2 separate regions of the Mus musculus genome follow, and region 1 is linked to region 2. The links are chromatin contacts, called in public Hi-C maps. All regions are on one chromosome and are shown on one strand. Each heading gives the region's core, a stretch centred on a gene start, on an enhancer-like site or on the middle of the called end of the contact. The rest is flanking DNA. Distances are from core to core; before and after follow the strand shown. Region 1 overlaps Map3k9 (mitogen-activated protein kinase kinase kinase 9). Region 2 holds the start of Ttc9 (tetratricopeptide repeat domain 9).

Region 1 (5,981 bases), core at 3,352-5,851, 89 kb after region 2:
TACTGAACAATAAAACAACTTTCACTGTACCTTCTAGACTCAAGGGACCTAACAGGAGAAAGCCCCAAAGACAACTTTTTCAGAAAACTAGAGCCTGTCCAGTGCCTCTCCTTGAGACCTTGAACAGAGCCTCAGACCGCTGTCTGTGGAGGCCTGGCTGTGGACTAAGGTGAAATACAGGAGGGACCAGGGGAAGCAGAGCATTAGTGAGTTCAACACCTTCCTGCTTTGCTAGCTGGGTGCCAAGGCTCACGGCGACAAAAGGACAACATTCTGATCTCCCTAGAAGACAGGAGCTGAAACAGGCTTCCAACCTCCAAGGACTAGGAATGGAGGAGAGTGGAGGAGCTGTATCAGGAAGCTCCAAGTCGGACGGCAGAGACCCAGGGCCTTCTCGGTGCTGGGAGGAGGGGAGCTACAGGGCAGACCGTCATCCAGTGAGGTTGGAATCCCTGCCGAACTGAGAAAGGTGAAGGAGAACGCTACCCTCTGCAATGATGAAGTCTGCTGGGCTCGGGGAGATCACAGGTCAGCCAGAGGACACAACTCCCTGGGAAAGCGGTGATTTCAGAACCTACATGGACCCGAGATGGATGAATTTCACCTTAAGGCTTTTCAACCGTGGTCTAAGAATGTGCTCACAGGCTAGAGCAGAGAGATCAGCAACTTGCTTACCAGGTCTGTGACTCTAGGCACGCAGTACGAACACCCCCAAGTCTGACCACACATTCTTGGGTGCAGGTAATACCCACCAACTCTGGGGAGTAGTGTATAAGGAGTCACAAAATATATGCACATAAATTTCTGGACAGAACCTTCTTATGTGGAAGATATAGTAACTTTTCTTAAAATCTGTCGTTCAGCTCCACATCTGGGCCAGGATAAACCCTTATCTTATTCCAACAGGAATAAACTAAACTATACGCCTATAATCTTAGCATCTGGGAAGTGGAGGATCATCCAAGGTCATCCTTAGCTATATAGCAAGTTTGAAGCCTGTCTGGGTTACATGAGACCCTGTCCAAAGTAACAATGATAATAAAAATAATAAATAAAAGCCATAGCAGACATGGCCTTGGAACTGGAGGTAGAATAAATGGCGTGAGTGATGTGACCATGAAGGCAGGAAATGGCAGGGAGCCTGACCCTAGGGGATAGTGTGAAGGTTTGCTGTGCGGGGGGGGGGGGGGTGGTTGGGGGGGGACAGGACAGGACAATGGTTGCAAAGCTTAGCACACAGGGAAGCAGAAGAGTCCTGAGACCCGGGACGGATGAATGAGGTCCGTTTACTTCTAGAATTCGCAGAGAATTTAAAGTTGAGAATCTCCAGGCTTCTCTCTATAGGACCACTTTCTCCTGGAATGCTTCTGAGAGCCTAAAAGGCAGCCAGAGAACATGAAGGCAGGACACGTCACCCTAGCTACAGGGCCAAGGATAGGAATAGGGTGCTGCCCTGTCGTCTCTGAATGCCAGGGCTCCCAGGGGGTGACAAGCAGCACTTAGAACTTGTGGTATGAGGTGGTGATGAGGATAAAACACAAAGCCCTATGTCAAACAGCACAGCTCCATCTGGAGCCCCTGCAGACGTTAGGCAGGGCCTATCCCATACCAGGCTGGGAAGGCACTTGCATTGGATACAAATGTCAATGGGAGGTCAAAAAAAAAATTAGTAATCAAAGGCTAAACCATACTTCAATATAACTTTCTAAAATGCCAAAATTAATAAAAACATCCATGGCATGGTTGGTGCTCAGCCCTAAGGTTGTCTGTGTAGGTATGGTGGTGTGAAAGATGGCAGGAGCGAGGGCAACACAGAACTTTTGAAATTTGGTCTTGAGCGAGTACAAAGCATGCTGTATCACTTCTCAGGGGTCTTCACATGTCAGGGTTTCCCTTACAGCCATTCTGACCTGAGGGCTTCTCCCCTCCTGTCCTGGTAGGAAAGGCTGCTCTCTGAACACTAAGTCTGTGTTCTTATTTCCATCCTGGGATGCCATCTTGCTGCTACCTTCACACCTGACAACCCAAATGCCCCGGAGAGCAGTTAGCGGGTCAGTCAGAGCAGGGCAGGGCAGGGCAGGGCAGGCCTGTTTCCAAAGTCGCTCCCAGCTCAGGTCAGTACTCTCAATCCCAGGATCTTCTCTTTCCCATCTTGAGACTTGGAGAGGATGCAGGGACAAAGGCAGCAAAGAAATCAAGGACCTGAGTGCAGAGCTCAGGAGAACCCCGAACTCTGCAGTCAGTCCAGCGCTTCTCCAGCAGCTTAGGGAGGCCCAGGTGCCTCCAGGGTCCGCAACCAGAAACGGACAGAGAAGGCAGTGGGTGGGAATACCTAGAAGCAGCTCATGAAAAAAAATAAAAGAAACACACTTGGCCTGCAGACCTAACCAGGAAGCCGGGTCTGGGTTTGGCTAATTAGATATGGATTGACTACCCTTAATCAAACAAGATTCCAGCTCCTGGTTCCTGCCCTCCAACTAAGTACCAGAGATGGTGAGCCTCCAGGTATCCATGCCAGGGGAGAGTCCAAGGAGAAGGGTCTTTCTCCTTCTATATGCGGATTTTATTGCAATTTTTGAACTAGGAAAATACTGTTTTGCCATCTAGAAATGTGTTTTCAACAACTGTGTCATAACAGGAAGTCATTCTCAGGTCAAGCCAAGGACAAGTGCTATATGACTGAGCCATATGGAATAGGCAACTTTAGCCTTTGACCTCACTTTTCATCTTTCACATTCTCACTTTTCTCCACCAAGGGAAGCAGTGTTGCAAGGTGAAGCCATCTGTGTTGGAGCTGGGGCTCTGGCTCCACACATTTAAGAGACAGGACCTTGTTATGTTGCCCCAGACTGACATCACACCCCAGGCTAAAGCAATTGCCCTGCCTCAGCCTCCTGTGTAGCTGGGCTTCTAGGAATGCACCCCGGAACCTAGCTAAGATGGTAGGTTTTAAAGTTAGGGCCTTAAGCAGAGAAGTGGACATCACCCCCAGCTCACGGGAGGCCTTCTGAGGGTCACACATCGGCAAACTTCGGCTTGAAAATGGACAGGTGAAGTCGCCAGGTTCTTGCCACCACAACTCCCTGAGGGCCACTCTTACCTCTACCTCAATTCCAGTCTACACAAGTCCTTAGAGGAAGTTCAGTACTTCACCAACACTAGGACATGCCTCTTTCCCAGGCCTTCTAGAGGCAGACATGTGTGCTTCTGACCTGTCGGATCTCGCAATTACACACCCATCCAAAGGCACATGATCAAATAAACATGATTAAAAGTCGGGGGCTCTACACCCGTGGTGGAGCACCCCTGGACACTTACATCCGGAGGTGTCCACTCACAGCCACAGCCTTTAGGGCCCATTGTTCTTTACTCTGTTCAGAGCTTGATATTGGTAGGCCCTTGCTTAGCAAGTGGGAGATGCAGCTATGGGGGTTGGGGTGGGGTAGCAGAGGAAAGAAGAGAATGCACAGAAGACATGAACTTCATGAGTTAAGAATGGTCCTTCTCATGGGGCAACAGCATGGAGCCAGGATTGGGTCTAGACACCCTGCAAAGTCTTGTGTCCCTGAGCAACAGCCTGAGGGTAAAGGGATTCTATTAGGAGTATTACCCTTTGTCACATGATGTTCCATGCCTAGGGACCCTTTTCCTAACAATTATTCCAGAACTGACCTGATTTCGATTCCTAGCAAGTTATGACCCTAGGGATGATCCTCAAAAACCAGAGGCCACCCAGCCCCCGTTTCCTCAGTAAGACACCAATGGTAAGGACATCCAGCTGACCAGGTTAAGTGGGGGAGGGAGTTAGGAAATGATCATGTAGTCACCTGGGCTACATGAAGTGGTGGGAGAGCATGCGCCTGGCCTGGGTGCCCATTAATCATGTTCAACCAATTCCACATCACTCATCTTCCAGAAGCCAAAGGATAAAACTAAGGCAAGATGCCCTGAGGCAAAGATGGTGAGCCATGCTGTCAGCTTCAGCACATTCATCGTGCAGGGGAAGGAGCTGGCCCTCGAGCTGGCAGGGAGCCACAATGTCTCAATGCCCTTGCAAGGGAAGTGTATGATAAAGGCTTTTAGAAGGAAACCTGAGAGGGATCAAGACACAGGACAAGAGTCATGCAAGAAAAGAGGAACCGAGGAGGCGGGCCGGGCTCAGAGCTCTGGCCAGACACAACCATCCAAACAGCATCTGTCTGTCTGTCTGTCTTCCTGTTTTTGAGACAAGTGTATTGAATGTGAGGAAAATAATGTCACTTTTCTTTTAAGGTCAGAAGGGAAAACATCCCTGTTCTGAGTTGTTCAAATGTAGGTGATCGTTATTATGATGCCTACAAGGTCACAGGGATGTCAAAGAACACCACGTGAAGAGCATCCACGACAGCTTCCCGGAAATAGCTGGAAGTGGCGATGGAGGCATCTCCTCAGTTCCCAGCAACAGCCTGGGTCTCTAAGGATAAGCACTGGCAAGTGAAGGCATGAGAAGACTCACAGAAAAGAGCAGTATCCAATCCTGCTAGCAGCCTGAAGGTAGCGGACACATGTTCCGAGCAGACAGCCATGTCTTTGAGGAAAGGGAAGTGAAAGGGGGAAGCTACTGTCACTTAAGTGGGTATATTCACAGCTACCAAGCCTCGTCCTAACCATGACCACAGATATGGGAACCTATGTCACACAAATGGTAACTTCTTAACACTTGCCCCATCTCTAGGCTCGCTCGCACGGAAGAGTGGCAGGCAGTGGGCCAGCACTGCACAGGTTTGTCGGAGCTCAACAAGACCCCTCCCCCCACACTAACCCACGCTAACTCACTGCAGCAGTATACATGTCTCTCAGGTACGATCATCTCTTTAGCAAGGCCTTCCTCTGTCGGAATGTTGGGTGGAGATGGGCTAGATCCCACCTGTCACTCAATGGCCTGTAGCAGCCACTCAGTGTACACTGCATCTGTAACTATGCCTTTCCTGGAGAGATGGCTACAGTCAAGCCCTGCTTGGGGCTGGAGCACAGGCTGGAGCCAGCTGCAGCCTACCCTAAAGCTTTAATGCAGGCAAGGTGTGCAGATGGAGCAGTGGAGCATCATCACTGGGTTGGCTGGGACAATGGGGTTCACGAGCTCCCCTCTTCAATCTGAGGGGTTAGAGTATGGGGGGCAAAGTTAACCTCTTCCATTCTCACTTCACAGAACCAAGAGGGAAGATCAGATATTATAGCAAAACTCTGGCTGACATGGTCAGCACCGATCCCCTGTCTGAAACTGGGGGTGCAGGGTGGAGACAAAGGGCAAATGAACTCATAAAGAACTTGTGGGAACCAACGTCATCTCATATGTTCTTCACAGAGAAACAGCACTGATGAAATCTGTCACCTGCACCATGAGTACCGACCGCTCTAACCCTCTGGGCATCCAGGCGGCAAACACAAGAGAGCCAGTAGACAGACTCCAACACCACTGGGGACTGTAACCTCAACCAAGTTGTTACTGTCACCCACAACACCGGGGGCTCAGAGGGAATGGACAGCAAAGAAAATGGGTGAAAACACTTTGAAGCTCCATATTCAAGTTTAAGAAACAAATATTAAATACGTCAGCACTAGCCTCTCTGGTCTCTTGCTACCCAGCTCATGGTGCAGGACCCAACACAAAGGCTCTCTGTGTATAGAGACAGAGATGGTGTGAGCGCCTCAGGAACTGTATCATGCTACTGCCTCACGGCACCCAAACATTACTAAGGGTTCCGTTTACTTCAGGGACATCACAAAATGGACAGTCCAATGAAGAAATCCCCATAGTTCCATACCTCATGGTCCAGGACCCAGCCCCATATGCTATTGACATAATTCAGGTGTCTCTGCGAATCACATATGACCTAAAGCCCAGGAACCGGAGGGAGGAATGGAAGCTCAACAAGACAGAGAAATGCAGGCATTGTTCCTGACTTCAGAACTGGGGTCAGTGAGTGTGTCTTTCAAACAGA
Region 2 (5,638 bases), core at 3,007-5,506:
GTATGTGTTTGTATGTATACGTGTGTGGTGTGTATGGGTATGTGCACACATCTGTGCAGAGGACAAAAGTCCACATAGATGTCTTCCTCAATCACTGTCCACCTTATTGGGACAGGGTCTCTCACTGATTCATTGATTTAACCAGATTGGCTGCCTGTGAGCTCCAACGATCTTCTGTCTCTATCTCCTTAGTACTGAGGTTACAGAGGCTTGCTTGCACAACCTTATCAACCGAGCCATCTCCCAAGACCCACGTCTTACCTTTAGATGGTTAAAGTGACCTGAATTACTTCTTTTTGTTGAGACATTACCAAGTCCAAGGTCTGGGTCTTTATTTGATATTTGCTCTCTATGATTCTTTCTACCCTAATCCACTGGGGTAACAGGAAATCTTTCAATCTCTTCCGTCTGCTCAACTACTTGAAAATAGAAAGGGCCAGGAGTTGGCAGATATTTACGAATTATTGGAGTTCTGCCGCCACATTATTATGGGATCCAGCCATGGTAGGATTTAGTGTGTAATACAATTACCGTCTGCCAAGTACTTACACCATGCTTCACAACAAACCCACTGGGTCATAACCCCACCCCCACTTAATGAGTGGGGAAATCTGAGGTTGTCTAAAGTTGAATAACTTGCCCAGGAACTAGCCAAGAGAGAATGCCAGCTACACACACACCTGTCCGACTTCAAAACTCCTTCACCACTGAGCAAACAGAGCGCCTCACTTGTCAGAAGACGGTAGACTCAGTGTGTAAGCAGAGACTCTTTACCCTCTTTGGAGCATTAGGGAGGCTCAAGTGGGATTAAAGGTGATGGAGCATTTAGAAAAGGGACGTTCTATAAAATGCAAGGTATAATTTAGTACGCCAAGTTCAGGTCCAATTAAAAAGCTTTAGTTCACCATGAATGGTAACTACCCATGTGAAACATTCATCCTTAGCATGAAGTATGTCCCAGTTAAGGTGCCATGCATTTTTCATTTACCAACTTCATAAATACCAAGTCCTTATACAAGTTTTACTCTTGATGTAAGGAAGCTATGTAATGATGTATTTGTGTTGGGAGCGCAGGTTGGTCTCACCTTTTAAATTTGAATTATACATATGACAAGGTCTCCCTCTGTAGCCCAGGCTGGTCTGGACTTCACTCTGCATACTAGGCTAATCTCAAATGTGAAACATGCTTTGTGTCTCAATCTCCCGAGTGTTAGGATTACAGGCAGGACACCCCATAGCCAGTTGGACCACATTTAGACAAACAACTGTGCGCCAGGGAGATGGTTTCATGGTTAAAACACTTGTAAACCACCCACCCTTGGCTTGGGGGCCCACCCACAATGCCAGCAATTGGAAGGTGGAGACGGGGGATCTCCAGAGAAAGCTGGCTAACCAGACCAACAGCTCCGAAACCCTGGATCCAATTGAGAGACCTGTTTCCATGAAAAACATGGAGAGCAATCAATGAAGACTCCCAACATCAACCTCAGGTCTCCACATACAAGTGCACTGGCATTACACACATATGTGTTCACGCACAGAGAAACACACACATTCTCATGCATACCACACACATACTCACGGGGGAGAAAAGAGCAAATTGACGGACTTTCTTGAGCTGGGTGTATGGCTCAGTGGTAGAATGTTTGCCTAGCACAAATGAGGCTCTGGGTTTGACCCTCAGCACGGTGTGTGTGTGTGGGGGAGGTTACTTTAAAAATTAACCAATTTTCCTGACAGAAAAGTAAATAAGAACAAAAAATAAATACGAGTAATGCAAGAGATTAAGAATAATGTAAGAGCTTCCAAGGACAGATTACATGGGTTTAAATACCAGGCTTGTTACTTACTGGGAGTACAACCTTGACAAGTCTCTGTAACATGCTGTGGAGGAAAAGAAATAGCCCAAATAGATTCATGGGCGTGAATGATTGGCCCATGGAGGTGGCACTATTCGGAGGTGTGGCCTTGTTGGAAGAAGTGTGTCACTGTGGAGGCAGACTTTTGAGAGCTCATATATGCTCAAGGTCCACCCAGTGTGGAGCACAGGCTCTTCCTGGTTGCCTTCAGATCAAGATAGAGAACTCTTGACTCTGTCTCCAGCAGCATGCCTACTTGCATGCCACCATGTGTCCCGCCATGATGATGATGGACTAAACTGGACTACTGAGACTGTAAGCCAGCATCAATTAAATCTTTTCTTTTATAAGAGTTGTCATGGTCAGAGTATCTCTTCACAGCAATAGAAACCCTAAGACATGTGGTATTCAAAATTGGAGTAACTACTTATTTCACTAGATTGTTATGAAGGTTACATGTATGCAAAGTGCTTAACCCAGTCCCTGGTACGATGTAAGCACCAGGTATTTGATATCTACTATTGTTCACTTCATTTAGTATTATCCACAATAGTGCATAACGTAATATAAAAAGCCGTCTGGATACAAAAACAACTGGCTCTGTACTTTAAGGTACATACCTACAATAGACTATTATATAGCCATGAGAATAAGGCATGGGGGCCCAGCTCAGCTGTGGAGCACTTGCTTGCATGAATCCCCAGGTTCAATCCCCAGAACTGCAAGAGGGAAGCACTAAAAGAATATTTAATTCCATGAAACGTGAAAGTTTAAAAAGAAGGAAACAAATTTTAAACATTGACCCATACCGCTTACATTTGTTAAGCAGAAATACAAAACTTTGAGTAAGAGTCTCCGGGTACCCCTATGTATACGCTGAGGCTTTTGTTAACAGTTTTTTATACTTTCCTAAACTTCTAGTGCAGAACAGCGGGTGTGGCCATATTATGTCAATCTTGTTAAAGTGCAACTTCTGGGTCAGTGGGCTGGCAGTCTTGCACCCGGAGCACTTCTTGCAGGCTCATCAGTGATGCTCATTCTGCTGGTCCAAAACCTGAGTAGGAAGTTTTCACAGCACTGTCTCTGAGCTCCTCTTGGAGCTACAGAAGCACCGATTGCTGGATCCAAGGCTAGGGTCCTGTTTTAGACAATCTGGACTATGTCCTTAGAGCTTGCATATAATAATTTCCAGAAGATGTTGATGCTGCGGATCTGGGAAACACCCTTTGAAAATCACATTAAGAGCATCTTTTCGTTCCCTTAATATCACTAAAAATGTATCTATCCTCTTCATTGCCTATAAACCCAAATCCAAATGCTTTATTCAGAAACCCCTGGCATCCCTCTCACTTGGAAAGCCATAAAGTCAAACCTTTAGGCCTTAAATATGTCTGAGGTGTCCAACATTACAGCTCTGAGAGCTTTCTTGCTTTGTCTGGTATTTTACTCCTTCCCTGTGCCCATCCTTTGGGGGGTCTTCAAATGTTATTACCCTGTAAGGAATTCCCAGGGCTCCACAGCGCTTTCTGTGATTGCTAGTGGGAATTGTATCTTCCAGCAGTAAACTGGGTTCTTTTGGTGTGTGTGTGGTGGGGGGGGGGGGGCTGTAACTTGCCTATTTTCATCTGCCTGTGTGTGGCTCAGCCAATCTCCTGCATACAGCTGACACTCTCACTGACAGAGGGAAAGAAAGAAGGAGCCTCCCCAGGAAGGGTGCGTAACTGTCCAGTAATGGAAACTGGAACCCTGTGCCCGCCAAGCCTGATGACCAACAGTAACAGGTGTTTCCATCTCCGCTTCTGTGATTCATTCTGCATAGCTGCGCACGCACATAGCGTAAGCACACACAGTCTCCCGGAATACAACGCCAGGCACGCAGACGTGCACCCGGTGTCCTGGGCGCCCGGGAGACACACCTCAGCGACAACCTGGATCCACAAAAGCGAGGCTCTGCCACCTAAAATAGTAATGTCTTACTGCAAACAAAACAAGCAGTGGCACCTGCTTATTTTCCTTGCTCCCTGGCGCACCTTTCTCTTTAGTCCTAAAGAAAGCTATTGAGGTGACCCCCCCCCCTCCCAGTCCTTCCCATACACACACACCCCTCCCCCATAGCTTCTTTTGGCCACGGCGCGCCTCGGAAGGCTGGATGAATGGGAACCAGGGGGCCCTCTTTGTCGCTAATCTTCCCCTCCTTTGAGCAAGCCCAGCTTCTTCCGGGTCAGCGACAATCACCACCACCCCAGTCGGGCCCGTTGTCCCCTGCACCACGGCCAGGCTCGCACAGGGTCCGGTAGCCCGCGGGGACAGGTTGCGGGAGCAGAAAAGGGCGGGGACGAGGGCGGGCGCCGAGGGAACGGGGGAGGGAGCTGGGAGGGGAGCGATCGCAGGAGGAGGGAGCTGCCTCGGGCGGCTGGCGAAAAGGATGGGAGTGCGGGGCAAGCGCGCGGCGCCCAGGGTAACGGCCGCGGCAGAGTCTGCGGGGCGCGAAGCCAGCGCTCCGCGCTTTTAAAGCCCGGATCGCGACGCGCTCTAGGCGCGGGCGGCGGCCGGATGGAGAGGAAGGGCTTGGCGGCCCGATCCTCGGGGAACCCTAGCCCGCCTGCGCTGGGTGAGGGACCGCGGCCCGTGCCGCCGCCGTGCGTCCCGAGCGGCGGAGGAGCCCCGGAGCGGGGCCAGGCTGGAACGGCGGCCGAGCCCGCGGAGCTTATCCGGCGCGCACACGAGTTCAAGAGCCAAGGGGCGCAGTGCTACAAGGACAAGAAATTCCGCGAAGCCATCGGCAAATACCACCGGGCGTTGCTGGAGCTGAAGGGATTGCTGCCGTCACAAGAGGAGCGGGACGCACGGCCAGCCTCCTCGGCAGGGGTTCCCAAATCCAGCCGCCTCTCAGAGGAGCAGAGCAAGACGGTTGAAGCCATTGAGATCGACTGTTACAACAGCCTGGCAGGTAAGCCGCGCCCCGCCGCACCCCCTCCTCTCCTTCCCCGGGCCTCCAGGGGCCCCGCCCGGCCACGCGTCCCGTCCCCAGCTTTCCCAACCTAGTCTCTCTGGATCCCAGAGCGCCGCTGAGGCACACCGCGGTGCAGACTCCCTCCCGTGACAGTGGTGCTCTGGGGAGATCTGGGAGGGAGGCGCTTGAGAAAAAGTGTGACTTTCAAGATGATGTCTTCCAAAGGCCATAGTCATCTTGAGTCTCTTCCCTTGCAAACATGGTGAATCTTGCCTATAAATGACCGGGCAGACAGAGGGCGACCCAGCGGGCCTGTCAGCGACTGCTACTGCTCACTTGGGTTCAAACTGAAGAGATAGAAGAAGCCAGAGATACCGCACAAGCCATGGGCTCTAAGGCTAGCTCATGCACCTGTCTGTCTCACTCGGGTGTCACTGGCTTTAAAGTTGACCTATGTCTTCCCTTAAGTAACCAGATGGAAACAGGCCTTCCCTCAAGTTCTCCTGCCCCAGTAGCAAAGGGGATTTTTTTTTTTTTTCAGGATGTCCTGAGTAAAATGGATTCCAAAATGCTACTTTCTTCTCTCCGGGTCTTGCTCCAGCAGTCTCAGGGCTCTGAGTTCATGGTTGGTCCTTAGCCCTGCTGAATTCTTAGTCTCCTGCCTAAGGCTCTTCTGTTGGGCTGAAGGTGTACTTCCATGGTGTGCTTTAGGGATGAGGCTAAGTGTGTGTGTGTGTGTGTGTGTGTGTGTGTGTGTGTGTGTGTGTGTGCATTATAGAAAATGTAAAGTCTGTAAAAAAGGAAAACGCTGAGGCTTTCGAAGGAC

What was found. Hi-C and Micro-C count contacts between places; a contact is called where the count stands out from the background.
Region 1: a Hi-C map of the BV-2 cell line shows a contact between it and region 2, with 2.4 times the contacts expected there. The contact joins the enhancer-like site here to the promoter of Ttc9 in region 2. A contact is called at or near these places in 6 of 39 promoter capture datasets (the 3T3-L1 cell line, 3T3-L1-derived adipocytes, cranial neural crest and 3 more), 64 of 484 Hi-C or Micro-C datasets (B cells, the BV-2 cell line, the C2C12 cell line and 42 more), 17 of 115 datasets of contacts at active chromatin or transcription factors (bone marrow-derived macrophages, craniofacial prominence, embryonic forebrain and 6 more) and 2 of 9 other capture datasets (liver and pancreatic islet).

Annotation. Positions count from the first base shown.
Region 1 is chr12:81,715,285-81,721,265 of GRCm38.p6, forward strand. It overlaps Map3k9 (mitogen-activated protein kinase kinase kinase 9), which reads right to left. Exons shown (of 11, transcript NM_001174107.1): 11 at 1-5,981. Among named protein-coding and RNA genes, the nearest start is that of Map3k9, 63 kb to the right of the region's middle. Within about 2 kb of position 4,602, at least 87 of the 459 cell types and tissues checked have an H3K27ac peak or open chromatin away from gene starts, as enhancers often do. A contact at or near this core is called in B cells, the BV-2 cell line, the CH12 cell line and 13 more, where this site is marked.
Region 2 is chr12:81,626,993-81,632,630 of GRCm38.p6, forward strand. Ttc9 (tetratricopeptide repeat domain 9) reads left to right here and starts at 4,257. Exons shown (of 3, transcript NM_001033149.3): 1 at 4,257-4,809. The coding sequence starts at 4,413.